Linked DNA regions of Bicyclus anynana: region 2 is linked to region 1. A link is a contact called in public Hi-C data. All regions are on one chromosome and are shown on one strand. Each heading gives the region's core, a stretch centred on a gene start, on an enhancer-like site or on the middle of the called end of the contact. The rest is flanking DNA. Distances are from core to core; before and after follow the strand shown.

Region 1 (7,257 bases), core at 4,605-7,104:
TTATACTACGGCTACTATGCGATGGCCGCTATGCGATTCCTGCTGCGTGAAATACCCAAGTTCATACACAAAGTTCAAATATGTCACAAATATAATAATATACATTGTATTTATGACAAAATGTCCCTATCATTAGCATTGAGGTACTCGTATAAGGAAAGACTAGACGCCCGCCGTTGCATTTTAGTAAACAATTGGACATTAGTCATTTCCACTATCAAGATAGCGTAACACCTATCTTGATTGTTTTAGAATTGTGTTTAAATATAAAGTGTGTGTATAACACAGAGTAACCAGAGTGAGTCTTTACAAGCAACGTACTGAAGCCGGTGACACCCATTAAAAAAAGTCACGCGTCTCCTTAACCGCCGCATACAAACTTTTTTCGTAATTTGCATTTCAAAATTTAACACTAACAACTATTACGTAAATTGATATAATAATCAATAATTACAAAAAAAAATATTCCATCTTATTTCTTTACTTTTTGTGAACATTTTTTATAAAATATTTAAAAACATAAGACACCATTTTTCTTGAATAACATTGAAAATTACTGATGCGACTCGAGAATGTATTACTTTTTGAATTTCGTATTTGAAACGGCTACGACACCGTCGTGTGTCCAATGTATATTATTGATTAATCTGTGGTGTATAATTAACAAATTTTATTTCAACAAAATTTTATTGTATGGGGTACATTGTCTATCGAAAAGGAAAAAAAACACAATTCTTTGGATTCCGTTGAACTGGAGTGATTTGAATTGTTAGTTCAAATTGTTTGATAAGTCAGTGTGGACGTAAAAACAACAAACAGTCACGTTCCATAAACAAAAATGTTAGCATCAAAAGATTTCCTCTGTTGCGCGTGTGCGCTGTGCTCATAGAAGGCGATAGAAATGGCATGCGCCATTTTGAATTATCTTTGTACTATTACGTATTATGTGACTATACTTGAGAATAGTATTGCCGACGAAACACAATTTTGATGTTTTCAAAACACAAACTAGCTTTCCAAATTTTTGTCTGTCTTTCTGTCAGTTTGTCCGGGCTACTCTTTGGAAAGACGAGACCGATTTTAATGGGATTTTCACTGAAAGACAGGTGGTTATTGAGCAATATATAGGCTATGTGTTTTTATCCAGGAAAATTTCATGGTTTGTGAAAAACTGAATAGTCCTTTTCATGAAAGAAGTCCCGCGGTTTAAATCTGAACTAAAATTGACAGCGCCTTACACAAATGACAATAAGACCGCCATTACCAAAGGACACTGAGCGCCATTAAGACATTAGCGCCACGTCTGAGGGACTTCTTTCATGAAAAGGACTCTACGCGTGAATTTCAGTTCATAGGACTATACGAAGTGCAGGCGTCCGCTAATGTATTTGCTGATTTGAGAAAGACAATTTACGTGTACAGTGGGACTATTCTGTAACGATGTATTGTATAGCTCGCAATTTCTAAGAACATTTAATAAATTAAACATTCTATAGTATTGTGTTAGACAGAGAGAGATAGAGGTGAATTCGAAACTCGTACTAGCGAGTTATAAAACCATCGTTACAGAATAGCCTAGCAGTCAGTGGTGTGCATAAGGTTGTCGATCAGGGTATGCACTAGTAATACAATTAAGCAAACTGGAAAAATCTGCACTAAGAAGACAACTCTTAGGGTATGCAGTACTTTAATGCATGTATGAAGTGCACACTACTGCTAGCAAACGCCATTTCTATCGCTTTGTTGTGAGTGTTCATAATAATAGTTGAGTGAGTTGAGTGCAAACTTTGCCATTGACCTTCGTCTGCAGTCTGTTTCGAGATTCTTCTCAAACGACTGTAGTCTCTATTGTTTGGAGTGAAGGTAAATATTTAGTGCACGGTGTAAGGACGACTTTACGTACTCGCTGTGATGATTGACGGCCTCCGTGGCGCAGTGGTATGCGCGGTGGATTTACAAGACTTAGGTCCTGGGTTCGATTTTCGGCTGGGCCGATTGAGATTTTCTTAATTGGTTCAGGTCTGGCTGGTGGGAGGCTTCGGCCGTGGCTAGTTACCACCCTACTGACAAAGACGTACCGCCAAGCGATTTAGCGTTTCGGTACGATGTCGTGTAAAATACCGAAAGGGGTGTGGATTTTCATCCTCCTCTTCCTAGATTGCATCGTCACTTACCATCAGGTGAGATTGTAGTCAAGGGCTAACTTGTATAGAATAAAAAAAAAATACGAGTAGATTTAGAACTTAATCTATCTATCTATACTTATAATAAATCTGTAGAGAGGTCAATTCTGTACATGAAATATATTTCCAAAATAACTATCGTGATTAATGATCGATAGTGATGCCAAAAATGCAATCAGTAAAATTTGTCTGTTAGTCGGTATGTTCTTTATAGAAACAAAAACTACTCGACGGATTTTAACGAAACTTGGCACAGTTATTCTTCATACTCCTAGGCAAGTTATAGTATACTTTGATGATGGTTCTAAGCTATATACAGCCCTTAAGCTGTTTTTTTATTCTATCTTGTATCTAAGAGGAATTTCAATCATCATCATAATCATTATCAACCCATATTCGGCTCACTGCTGAGCTCGAGTCTCCTCTCAGAATGAGAGGGGTTAGGCCAATAGTCCACCACGCTGGCCCAATGCGGATTGGCAGACTTCTTCACACACGCAGAGAATTAAGAAAATTATCTGATGTGCAGGTTTCCTCACGATGTTTTCCTTCACCGTTTGAGAAACGTGATATTTAATTTCTTAAAATGCACACAACTGAAAAGTTGGAGGTGCATGCCCCGGGCCGGATTCGAACCTACGCCCTCCGGAGTCGGAGGCAGAGGTCATATCCACTGGGCTATCACGTCTCTAAATTTCAATACTTTTAATTTTAACTTGAAAATTGAATAAAGTGGAACTCCATTAAGATCAGCCCGGTATTATATTGCATTACCATAAATTATCACAAAATGTAACTTTCTGTAAAATATGTATATTAACGGATGTCTGCGTTGAAGAGAATTTACATTAAAAGCGATAATTTTAGCTCATGTTTATTTATTCAGCATACTTGGCCTATATTACTTATCAGAATTAATCTAAAAGTTATATAACTTACGTAGGCACTTGCTGATAGTCGTTATAATAAATAATAGGTATATTCTTTTAATAATAAGTTACGTCATTTTGATATGAGCAGGCGTTAATTTGCGTAAGTTCCTGAGGAACAGAGAATAATTGATTTAATTATTCAGTTAGTAATTGAACAAAGCTACAAAGTGCTCTGGGCTATGGAAAATCAGCCAGCTCAGACCTTGAAAATCTACGATGGTACGAGAATGCTACTGAGATTTTACTGAACCAGTTTTGAAAATATAAATTTTCAAAATTTATCTGACCTGCGAATCGAATCAAGAACCTGCCAGGTAAAAGTGATCCATAAGTAAATGCGCTTTAGAGCTTAAGGTCTTAAAAGTATTGGTTAAAATATTGAAGTTAAATTTACGAAAATTTAGAAGAAGTACGTTAAATTGGCCAAAAAAGCCGAACTGATAAAAATTAAAAACAGCATAGGTACATAATGAATGAAAAGAAATACACAAGAACAAAAACCCAATAAAAACTGGCAGCGGAATTTCCCAATTACCTACCTACACATTAATTATTTAGGATTCACAAGATTGCGCCAGCGGCTTCGTCCGCTATAATTACGTATACATGAACCTCGTAGCTAAGGAAACGCGATGGAGTTACGACTATAGATGTAAGATCGGATGTTAAACCAATTAAACCATTCCATTTAAAAAAAAAAAACCCCGTTTAAAACCCAAAAACAAAACATTTTTTTCAGTTTTAAACCATATGTTTTAATGACTTCGTATTATTTTACTATAATTACATTTTCTTGATTTTATCTAGGTAGGGAGTACCTACCTAAAAAATTGTAAACATTTTTTTATGTATTTTATGTGATTTACCTACCTAATTATTTCATTTACTTACTTAGCTAAAATCTATTGCAAAAACTCTGTGTTGGTAAATAGTAAATGAACTTTTTGGTATATAACGATGCTAATTAAATTGTATCGCAAACCCACACTCTTGCACTCTCGTTTACGTTAGTCTCCTGGACTCGACTGCAGTTTTAAACCGTTTAAAATGGTTTAAAATTGCAGAATTTTATTTAAAACGTTTTAAATAGGATTATTTACATCTATAGTTACGACTACTTACCATCTAAAATTGTCGATTTTCCATAATAAATTGCAAATTTTTGGAGATTTGTGCTTTTCCTATTTCTTTAACTCTATTTAAGGCAAGTTTGCTATCCTTCATTGACTACACGTATGTAGTTCCTATTCTCGTCCACTGTTTGCTTGTCGATAATCTAGTATTTGTTCAGTCCGTATCCTCGACACCAAATGGTAGGGTATAACAAAAGAATGGACTCAGAAACCTTTTGGCAACATGCAGAATCGTAATCTGCATGCTTTTCTGAGTTTAAAACTTAACAGTATGCGGTCCTCGAATTATGCACCCTCAATACCTCACAGCGCCTTGTCTATAAACTAAGATTAAGCATCTGCCATTGCTCAAGGCAGAAAATATTTTTTCGGATTGATAAAAATAACCTTCGCGGTGATCCAGGACATTGAAATCTTTGGCAGTGAATCACCGCGTGTCCTAAATTAATGCCAACTAATGTTAAAGTTGCGCATGTTTGTTTGTTTGTATGTCTTTCACACCTTAGCTACTCAACCGATCAACATAAATCTTTGCATACATGTACACTAATATTATAAAGCTGAAGAGTTTGTTTATTTGAACGCGCTAATCTCAGGAACTACTGGTCCGAGTTGAAAAATTAATTCAGTGTTTGGCAGCTCATTTATCGAGGAAGGCTATAGGCCATATTTTATCCCCGTATTCCAAACGGGAACCACGCGGGTGAAACCGCGGTAAAAAATTAGCATTTTCAAAAACTACAATAAATAATTAAGTAAGTCTAGGTATAACAAAAATGTATTTGTTATACCTAGACTTACTCGAAAAACTTCACAAAAAAAGACATAAGAAAAATTAATTTCCTAAATATTTGTCTGTCTGTCTATTGCAGATAATTTAAAATCCAATGATGGATATTTTCCAATGTTCACAGGGTTTTTTTTGCACAATTTTAGGACGGTTTTATATCTTTAGAAAAACCTTCTACTTGTTATGAAGAGAACCTACGTGTACCTACGTGTTATATCAGCTAATTAGTAATTACTTTTATTATATGTTATTTTAAAAGCATTTGTAATGTAGTTGCTTACCTAAGTACATTACAAAGTACCGACGCAAATGAAAAAATAAATAATGGTTAGTGTGAATAAGAATAAATTAATTTTTTACATTCTTGGTTTTTCCCCAATTTTAATTATGTAGGTATGTATGTACTCGTAAGTAAGTACATAAATTACTTAGGTACTTAAAACATTTCGTACAAAGTCCACAATTTGAAAATGTTATGTTATTCAAGTAGATAACTAAATTCTACTAGTAACTAAGTATATTAGCTATTTAATCGTATAAAATTCTTGCTCAAATTATGCTTTAAAATTGAAAATAAGTTGAAAATTATGCTCGTTAAGCAATTTTCTAAACTAATTATCTCCTACTGCATAAGCATATTGTATCGCCGCGCCGGCTCCGATATGAGATCGTATTCCAACAATGCGTAGACCGATAGTGCCAGTTCGGTTCATACAAATTACAAAATGCGAAATGAACTGGATTGGATAGACACAGTGTGCAATATTGCGTGACCGTGCGTTGGGAATGAGCCGTTATCAAAATGGCGTCGCTCGACGCGGTGGCCGGCCGCCATTGTAGCGTGGGGTCGTTGACGTCGCTGTGCCGGCGATCGTTCGCGTGGCGCGGATATCGATTCGCCACACGCGGCCGCGAGACCGCGCTGCGCCATCTAGCGGCGGTCTTGTGAAACTGAATAGTTTTGTTTGGTTGGTATAGATGGCGTTGTTAATTCAAATAATGCATCCATTTATTTTATTTGATTAAAATTTGTTTTAATTAGTAAATAAATCTAAATGTGTACATACTTTAATTAAAAACCATTTATCTAGCCTATTATAAGATGTTGCTTTCCATGTATGCTTGGAGCTTGCAGCACAATTTTTGGTCTTTCCAGGTTTTACCGTGCATAACAAGAACAGTGGCCTTACCCCTAAAGAAGCCAGGGTAACAATCCACTCCCCCTTACCTTTTTTGTGGTTCAAATCCACAATCACCCTCCGCAGGGCTTCCCACAGGGGTGCCTAACGCGGAAAACATCGGCAATCCGAATTTTCTACTTATTCAGCCATTTGGCACTAATTCTTGGTTATAAGCCAACCCAAGGCTCCTATCCGTCTTCACGGCAGCGAATAGTTCCCACAGTCTTTGAGTCCCCGGAACTGTTTTTTCTACACCCCGACGGGTGTGAGAGTTGAGTCAGTGTCATGGTCTTCAGTTTATTAAAAAAAGGTTATTAGTCCTATCCAACTAAGCGTATGGCTTGTGCTAACAGTGGGTACAACAATAGTCTAGAATATAGACCTGTAATATCAGTTCGGCCCCTGAATCTTGGCAGGATTTTAGGGTTTTTTAAACAATTCTATCTAATTCTCAGCTATATGAGTTTGACCCCCTAAATCTTGAAGCTTAAACAGAGTTTTTCTAATGAGAATGTATTGTTGTTCCAGTGCAAAGACTTCGAGAAGGTGGGCGCCACGATAGCGGTGACGCCGTGCGACGTGGTGGAGGAGGCGGACATCACCTTCTCTTGCGTGGCGGACCCTCAGGCTGCGAAAGAGGTACAACTCTTTGACTTTTCGACCTTAACTATCGCCATTGGCTCATGAGAACTTGATGTTTCAAAAGTGCTTGTAAATTAAGCCGTATTGAAATAAATGAATTTTGAATTTCGGTTTAATGTAATGGTACTGATAAGCAGGTTAATTCACTATCTTTGACGTATGCTAGTTGACATATACGAAATTGAGATTCTATGTAACTAATGTCATCCGGTGCTTGCTGGTGGATATCACACAGAAGGTAAATGACACTGTCAATTGATTTGATGTTTATTTTAATAGGTTGATAATAAAGACCAAAATAGTGAATAGGCCAGTTGATAAATGTTAATCTCCGGTGCGGGGTGTGATATTAGCTGAAACCTGTCAACTGTGACCTTTGTGTGTGACCGATGCCGC
Region 2 (7,223 bases), core at 655-3,154, 51 kb before region 1:
ACAAACGCAGTGAAAAAAGGACGGAAACATTTTCGTTTATAATTTAAAGTGCTTTGCAAAGTGGAGAAAAGCCTTAAATAGCAAATGTGTACAGTAGTCAAAAGTTAGCGAGAGTATACCACTAAAAATTTTTTGATATTATTTTTTTTTTTTACTTTGAATGGATAAAAATCCTTCAATACAAAAAAACAAGCATATATAAAGCTTGAGTTTTTTAAATATATATTTGTGTAAGAATAGTTTGTTTAAAATTTAAAAAAATATTGAAGATAAGTCCAAAATAAGGCGCCAGCGGATCAATCTAATTATTTTATTTCAACAAGATTTTACAATTATAATTTCATTATTATAATTTGTTTAAATTTTACAAAAATAAAAGCGGGAAGATTTATTAGGCTAATAGCCGTACTTCTAGCTACGCCAATTTTTTTTTTATTTTCATTGAATTATATTTAAAAGCCTTTGCACAATGCGAAATATTCCCGCGTCAGAGGCAAAGAACAATTAACTATCGTAGATATGCCCTCGCCATGATTTCGTGATGGAAAAATCTTATAATTCATTGATTTATATTAAATCTTATCAATTACAACATATATCATTAATTGATTTGTATTATAATTCATATTAATGAGACCTACATTTATATTCTATTAATTTAGTCGACGCATTAATGGAATGAGGTCAACGATCTAATACAAAAATACATATATAGAAATTTTCAGTATTCGGGTATATTTACGATAAAAGTATTCGACGCGATTGTACATTGTCAAAGGCCCTACATAGATGGTCATGGTCATTAGGTGTATGAATATGAATGATGTAGATGTTCTAGGCTGGTACGTTAGCAGTGGCTAGTTGGATACACTAGTTTACAACAACCTGATAAATTACAACAATTATAGTAACAACTTCCTTACACCTCGCATATTAAACTACACATTTTTTTATTACTTTATTTTCAAGACGAACAAATATAAAATGCATAACGCTCTAAGAGATTTTCTTTAACCCTAAAAAATACATCAAAATGGAAAAAAATAATAAATGATTGAGAAACAATAGGTAGACGATATTTACAAGATCAAAACCTACATAAACTCTTAATTGAATCGGATTTACAATAGTACAAAGTAGCACACCTGTAAATTATATTTTTTTTTTCAAGACTTTGGTCTATTGAATCGGAATAACGTACTACTAAAATAGACCTTATGCCTTTTATTTTAAAGTTTAAGTCTAACGCAATGTAAAATAAAGTTATACTTCAAAATTCTACTTATAGTCACACGAAGAATTAGCTTGTTAGTAATTTGGTGTACAAAATGTTCTAGGGATCCCTGAGTATTAGTTTTAGATAATGTTTCGTTAATCAAAATCTATCAACGTTTGCCAAGTGTGCCGCCTTTGCACTAAGGGATGGTACAGATCGCATCAATTCTCCTTAACCTACCGCTAGGAGAAACGAAAAAAAAAATTGTCACTAATACACATACACGGTTTATTATTTATTCCAATCTAGACTATCACAGCTTACTTAAAAGTACAAGCGGTTCCGACACTCGACCGTAATGTTAGTTTAGTTACTCCGATACCAGGCAAGATGAGTTTAGTTACACGTAAGACGGAGACTCCTTGAAGTCGCACAGGCGAATGTCATCGGACCTGCCGGGCGCGGGCCCGAGCGCGTAGATCTTGAACACGCGCGTCAGAAGCCTGTACTACAAGGGCGTGTTCTCGCACAGCCGCGCGCACTCGCCGCACACCAACTGTCCCGCCGTGTGCCGCATCTGGCACTCCGGCTGCGCCAACTCCACCGCGATCAACACCCTAGACTTATCCCTGTCCTCCGCCATAGCCTCCTCCTTCTCCACATCCCGACACAGTTCGGGGGAACTGACGCTAGCGGCCAGCCTCAGCTTGCGCCGCGCGCGGTCTTCCCTGTGCCCCAACAGAGGTTCGCTGGAAGGTTTGGCGTCTTCTCTGTACTTTTGTTTGGATCTGGACGGCGACTGAGATCCGGAGACCGGCGTGTGAAGCTCCACAGTGGGCGGCGGCGCGGGCAAGGGTTTGATCATCGCCAGCAACTTCGGCGGCCCGCTTCTCTCTATGATGTTTATGTGGATCCCGTCGGGTATAGTCACTGGTGAATTCCGTCGAGAGTTGACTGACCTTTCTGTGGGCGTGTAGTATATCGATATCTTGCTCTCTTCGTCGGGATTGGGAAGCTTGGCCAACTTTTCGATCTTGGTCTTGAGGTACATGTCTATGACTTCGACGTCAGGGTCGAAGGGCATCGAGTCGCTCCGCCCGCACGAGCCGTTGCGACAGTTCTCGAAGTACAGACTGGGCAGGTTCTCCAAAACCTTGTTCAGCGTCTGCTGTTGGTATTTGTAGGATTCGCGCAGTCTCAGTATCTGGTGGGCGCTGAACTTTCTTATTTTGTTCCGTTGGAACACGTAGTTCTCTCTCACCCAATTCAGCTGCGATGTGGAATATTCGCGAACGCGTTTCACCTGCACAAACAAATGAGGAAATATTATAAATTTATTTTTACATTTATTTTTTTGTATCACGCTTGGAAGTAATAGAAAAACTTTGCAAGAAACGTGTTTTTGTGATTCTTGGAAGGTCATTTCATTTATTGCTATAAATAAAACTCCGCGCAATCACGTGTGTCATAATAACATTCTATAAAATATTAATCATGTTCTCATAGTACATACCTGATCATAATATTGATCTTTCATTGCAGTCAAATGGTTTGTGCCAATGTCTCTGATATTGCGTAAGTGAGCTGCCTGAGTGGTGTAACTGCCTTGTATCCAATCCATTTGTTGTGTGCAGTTTTCTTTAATCCGATGCACCTAGGAATAGAACAATCGATAAAACATACAAACATTAAATAGGAGTATATTATAGTTATGAAAAAGGTTTACCTGAACTGCGTAGTTTTCCCTTAACTTTTCCAACTGCTGCCTTTTGTACTGTTCGATATTGTCGAGCATGTGGTAGATTTGTCGAGAGCGCGGAGCATCTCTTTGGACGCACGTGCAACAACTGCAGCACGTCTCCAAAAGGCGAAATCTAAAATATCAAACATTTAACATTTAAATTTTTTAATAATCTTTACGTATACACGATTTAATAATTACTATGATAGTAACTAACCTGTGGAATATGTATCTCAGAGCTTGCACTAGTAACGTGAGGCCAAGAAACGCTGCTGCGCAAATAGCTCCACATAGCAAACTGTAGATTTTTATTTCAAACATAGTTATCGGATCTATGTTCAGGACAACTTCTGCGGTCACGTTGCCCGAAGGATTTGATGCTAAACACAAATAAATCCCGCTGTCCTGCCTGTGAATGTCGGTTACGAATAGAGATCCGTCTTCGTGTATTTTCACTCTCGACTTACTGTAATCTATGGGGCGATAGTACTGATCGTGTGCTATCCCGTGCTTATGGAATATGTCCGGCAGCGATGGCTCCGGGTTCCAATGGTACACGTCTCTCGTCGGAGTGATCCAGGTTATCGATGGCAACGGATTCCCATCGAATATACACCGGAGCCGTGCGTCGGTTTGCAGTCTGTGCAAACTCAGAGGACTGCGATTTATTAAAACTGGAGGCTTGCAATTTGTGTTGTTCAAAATCGTCAACATGTCATTTGGATAAGTTAAGCGGCAACTCAAATCTGATTTCACTATTTCCTTTCGCTTCTCTATCCAGCTGACGAACCATGCCATTCTGCAGTCGCAAGCCCACGGGTTATCTCCTATTCTTAATTCTTCTAAATTATCTAGACTCATCAAAGACTGAGGGAGATAAGTCAAGCCGTTCGCACTTATATCCAAATGTGTCAGAGCAGGCGTGTCCAGGAACACGTAAGGCTCTATTTCACGCAGCATGGCGTTATTTCTAATGTAAAGTCGCTGCAGATTGTGTAATCTTTTAAAATTTGTATTCTGTAAAACGGCTATTTCTGTGTGGTCGAGGTAGATCGTTATCAAGTTTTCGTTATGTTGGAAGAGCATCGAGGGCACCGCTTTCAGTCTGTTGCCGCCTATATTCAGCGTTTTTAAATTATTGAGATTTTTAAAAGCATCTTGTGATATGTTTTGTAAATTATTGTTGCTCAGGTCTAGTTCTCTCAGCTGTTCTAAGTTATCTAATAGAGATTTATGTATATGATCTAATTTGTTGCTAGATATATCGAGCGTCTCCAATTCCTCGAGGTTGACTAGAGCGTTTGAAGTAATTTTGACTAGGCTATTATTGTTTAGGAACAGTGTTTTCAGTTGGCGATTAGGTTTAAAATAGTAATCTAAGAAAGTAGCGAGTTTATTATAAGATATATCCAAATACTGTAATCTAATCATCTGCCCGAACACCTGGAACGGTAGCACTTGCAGATTGTTGTGAGACACGTCCAGAAACTCCAAGTTCTCCAGATAGGCGAACGTGTATCTCGGTATGTCGTCTATTTGATTCCTGGATAGATTCAAATGCTTTAGTCGAGTCAGACTCGTGAACAGGCCGTTTTCGGTTCTCTTGATTTCGTTTCTGCTTAAATCGATGTATACGGTGTTGTATAGCCCGTCGAACGCTTTAGTGTCTACGGAGGTCATGTTGGAGTTGGTCCACGTGATCTCCTGGAGGGAAGGGCCATAGTTGGCTAAGACGGCTCTGCTGAGTCTGGCGTGGGGCAGGGCGGCGCCGGCGCAGGCCAGGCGCTCGCGCGCGCACTCGCACGCCGCGGGGCACACGCTGGCCTCCACAGCTGCGCAAATTATTGCCAGCGTCAATATTTTGTGCAGCCACTGCATTATTTTACAACCCTCATAGTCTTATTGACTGAAAAGAGAAAAACAACAACCGTTACTACATACAGCACGCACACAAGTACGCTACATAAGTAATGCCAGCTCTGCCAATTATTATTTTGTTTTTTAAATTAGTAAATTCAAATTTTGTTGCTATATTTTTTTCAAATATGACAAATATTCCTTCTCCCCTTTAACTAATTTTATTAAGTTTTCCTCTAAATGCTTAATTATTAAGCTTATGGCCTAACTAGATAATTTTAACTTGGCATATAAACATATTCACATGCGTGTTTTGCGTATAAATTAGGTATTGGTGAGATTGTGACGTCATATTTTACGTTTTATAGACAACAACCACAACAACAAGCAGAATGCAAAGTGTGCCTAATTTGTGTGTGCAATAAATGTGTGAATTTGAATCAACGACTTCAGGTTTATACTTCCTTTTAACATAGACTTGTCTATTATTTATAAACTAGCTGATGCCGCGCGGTTTGACCCGCGTCGTTCTCGTTCCCGTGGGATTAATCGTGGGGGATAATATATAGCCTATAGCCTTCTCAGATAAATGGGCTATCTAACACTGAATGAATTTTTCAAATCGGACCAGTCCTGAGATTAGCGCGTTCAATCAAACAAACAAACAAACTCTTCAGCTTTATTATATTAGTATAGATATGTATTTGACATTTAAATACCGTAAAAACAATGTCACTATTATTAATATTTCTTAGGCTTTGATACTAGACAATGACTATTAATTTTATAGATACTTATTAGAATAATAATTATATTTTACCATAATATTTCTTAGGCTTTGATACTAGACAATGACTATTAATTTTATAGATACTTATTAGAATAATAATTATATTTTACCATAATATTTCTTAGGCTTTGATACTAGACAATGACTATTAATTTTATAGATACTTATTAGAATAATAATTATATTTTACCATAATATTTCTTAGGCTTTGATACTAGACAATGACTATTAATTTTATAGATACTTATTAGAATAATAATTATATTTTACCATAATATTTCTTAGGCTTTGATACTAGACAATGACTATTAATTTTATAGATACTTATTAGAATAATAATTATATTTTACCATAATATTTCTTAGGCTTTGATACTAGACAATGACTATTAATTTTATAGATACTTATTAGAATAATAATTATATTTTACCATAATATTTCTTAGGCTTTGATACTAGACAATGACTATTAATTTTATAGATACTTATTAGAATAATAATTATATTTTACCATAATATTTCTTAGGCTTTGATACTAGACAATGACTATTAATTTTATAGATACTTATTAGAATAATAATTATATTTTACCATAATATTTCTTAGGCTTTGATACTAGACAATGACTATTAATTTTATAGATACTTATTAGAATAATAATTATATTTTACCATAATATTTCTTAGGCTTTGATACTAGACAATGACTATTAATTTTATAGATACTTATTAGAATAATAATTATATTTTACCATAATATTTCTTAGGCTTTGATACTAGACAATGACTATTAATTTTATAGATACTTATTAGAATAATAATTATATTTTACCATAATATTTCTTAGGCTTTGATACTAGACAATGACTATTTATTTTATAGATACTTTAACAGTAATATTAGAATAATAATTATACTTTATCACAAAGCGAACATCAAGTTTTTTATTTGCATTATTGTTTCATTCATAACTATTTCTGCTAGGTTTTGTCTCTGACTATAGTATATTTATCTTTTTTAAAATATTATATTATTTATGCTCAGTTAATTAATAAGTATTGTTAACCTTGACATTTTCTAAAGTTTTCATTAGTTTAAACTAAACAATAATTTTTCATTGCAACAGTAACTCATTTAAATAGTGTAAAGAACTGGTGCGAGTCCATTGTTTTAAAAACGTAAATTGTTTTAAAATGAATTCCAATTTCAGTAACCTTGGCTCGTACGCATAATCCACTACAAATTACAATGTTGAGTTTTGTAGGTCGTTGTGTTGTTTCACCTATATTATAGACAACTTATCCAACATTGACAGAACATCAACAATCGAGACGAGCAGAGAGCGTCTGCCAAATTTGAGAGATTACTTTTAACTTTTAACAAGATAAAAGGCCTTCTAATAAGTGTATGTGGTTAATGGGGTGGATTAAACACTTAGGGTCGTGGGTTCGATTTCCGCTAATTGGACTATTGTAGTTCCTTTTCTTTGTTATTACGGTATAATTGGAGGGTTAGGGGAATATTGTTCATTTATTGTGTAGTGGTTCATTTATATTTCCCATACAATCAATAGTTTTGTGTAAATCAATTTTTAATTTACAAATGCAGAGGTTAATCCAAT

Evidence for each region. A called contact is a pair of places that touch in the nucleus more often than the background predicts.
Region 2: a Hi-C map of whole larva shows a contact between it and region 1, with 4 times the contacts expected there. The contact joins two enhancer-like sites. A contact is called at or near these places in 2 of 2 Hi-C or Micro-C datasets (whole body and whole larva).

What each region holds. Positions count from the first base shown.
Region 1 is chr23:3,965,663-3,972,919 of ilBicAnyn1.1, reverse strand. It overlaps LOC112048469 (cytokine-like nuclear factor N-PAC), which reads left to right. Exons shown (of 12, transcript XM_024086001.2): 8 at 6,748-6,858. Among protein-coding and RNA genes, the nearest start is that of LOC112048481, 16 kb to the right of the region's middle. Within about 2 kb of position 5,854, at least 8 of the 8 cell types and tissues checked have open chromatin away from gene starts, as enhancers often do.
Region 2 is chr23:4,012,867-4,020,089 of ilBicAnyn1.1, reverse strand. The region is part of intron 7 of LOC112048469 (cytokine-like nuclear factor N-PAC); the gene reads left to right. LOC112048468 (leucine-rich repeat and immunoglobulin-like domain-containing nogo receptor-interacting protein 3) reads right to left here. Exons shown (of 5, transcript XM_024085998.2): 2 at 3,175-4,863; 3 at 2,943-3,090; 4 at 2,730-2,870; 5 at 1-2,519. The coding sequence starts at 4,835. The coding sequence ends at 1,725. Among protein-coding and RNA genes, the nearest start is that of LOC112048468, 6.7 kb to the right of the region's middle. Within about 2 kb of position 1,904, at least 8 of the 8 cell types and tissues checked have open chromatin away from gene starts, as enhancers often do.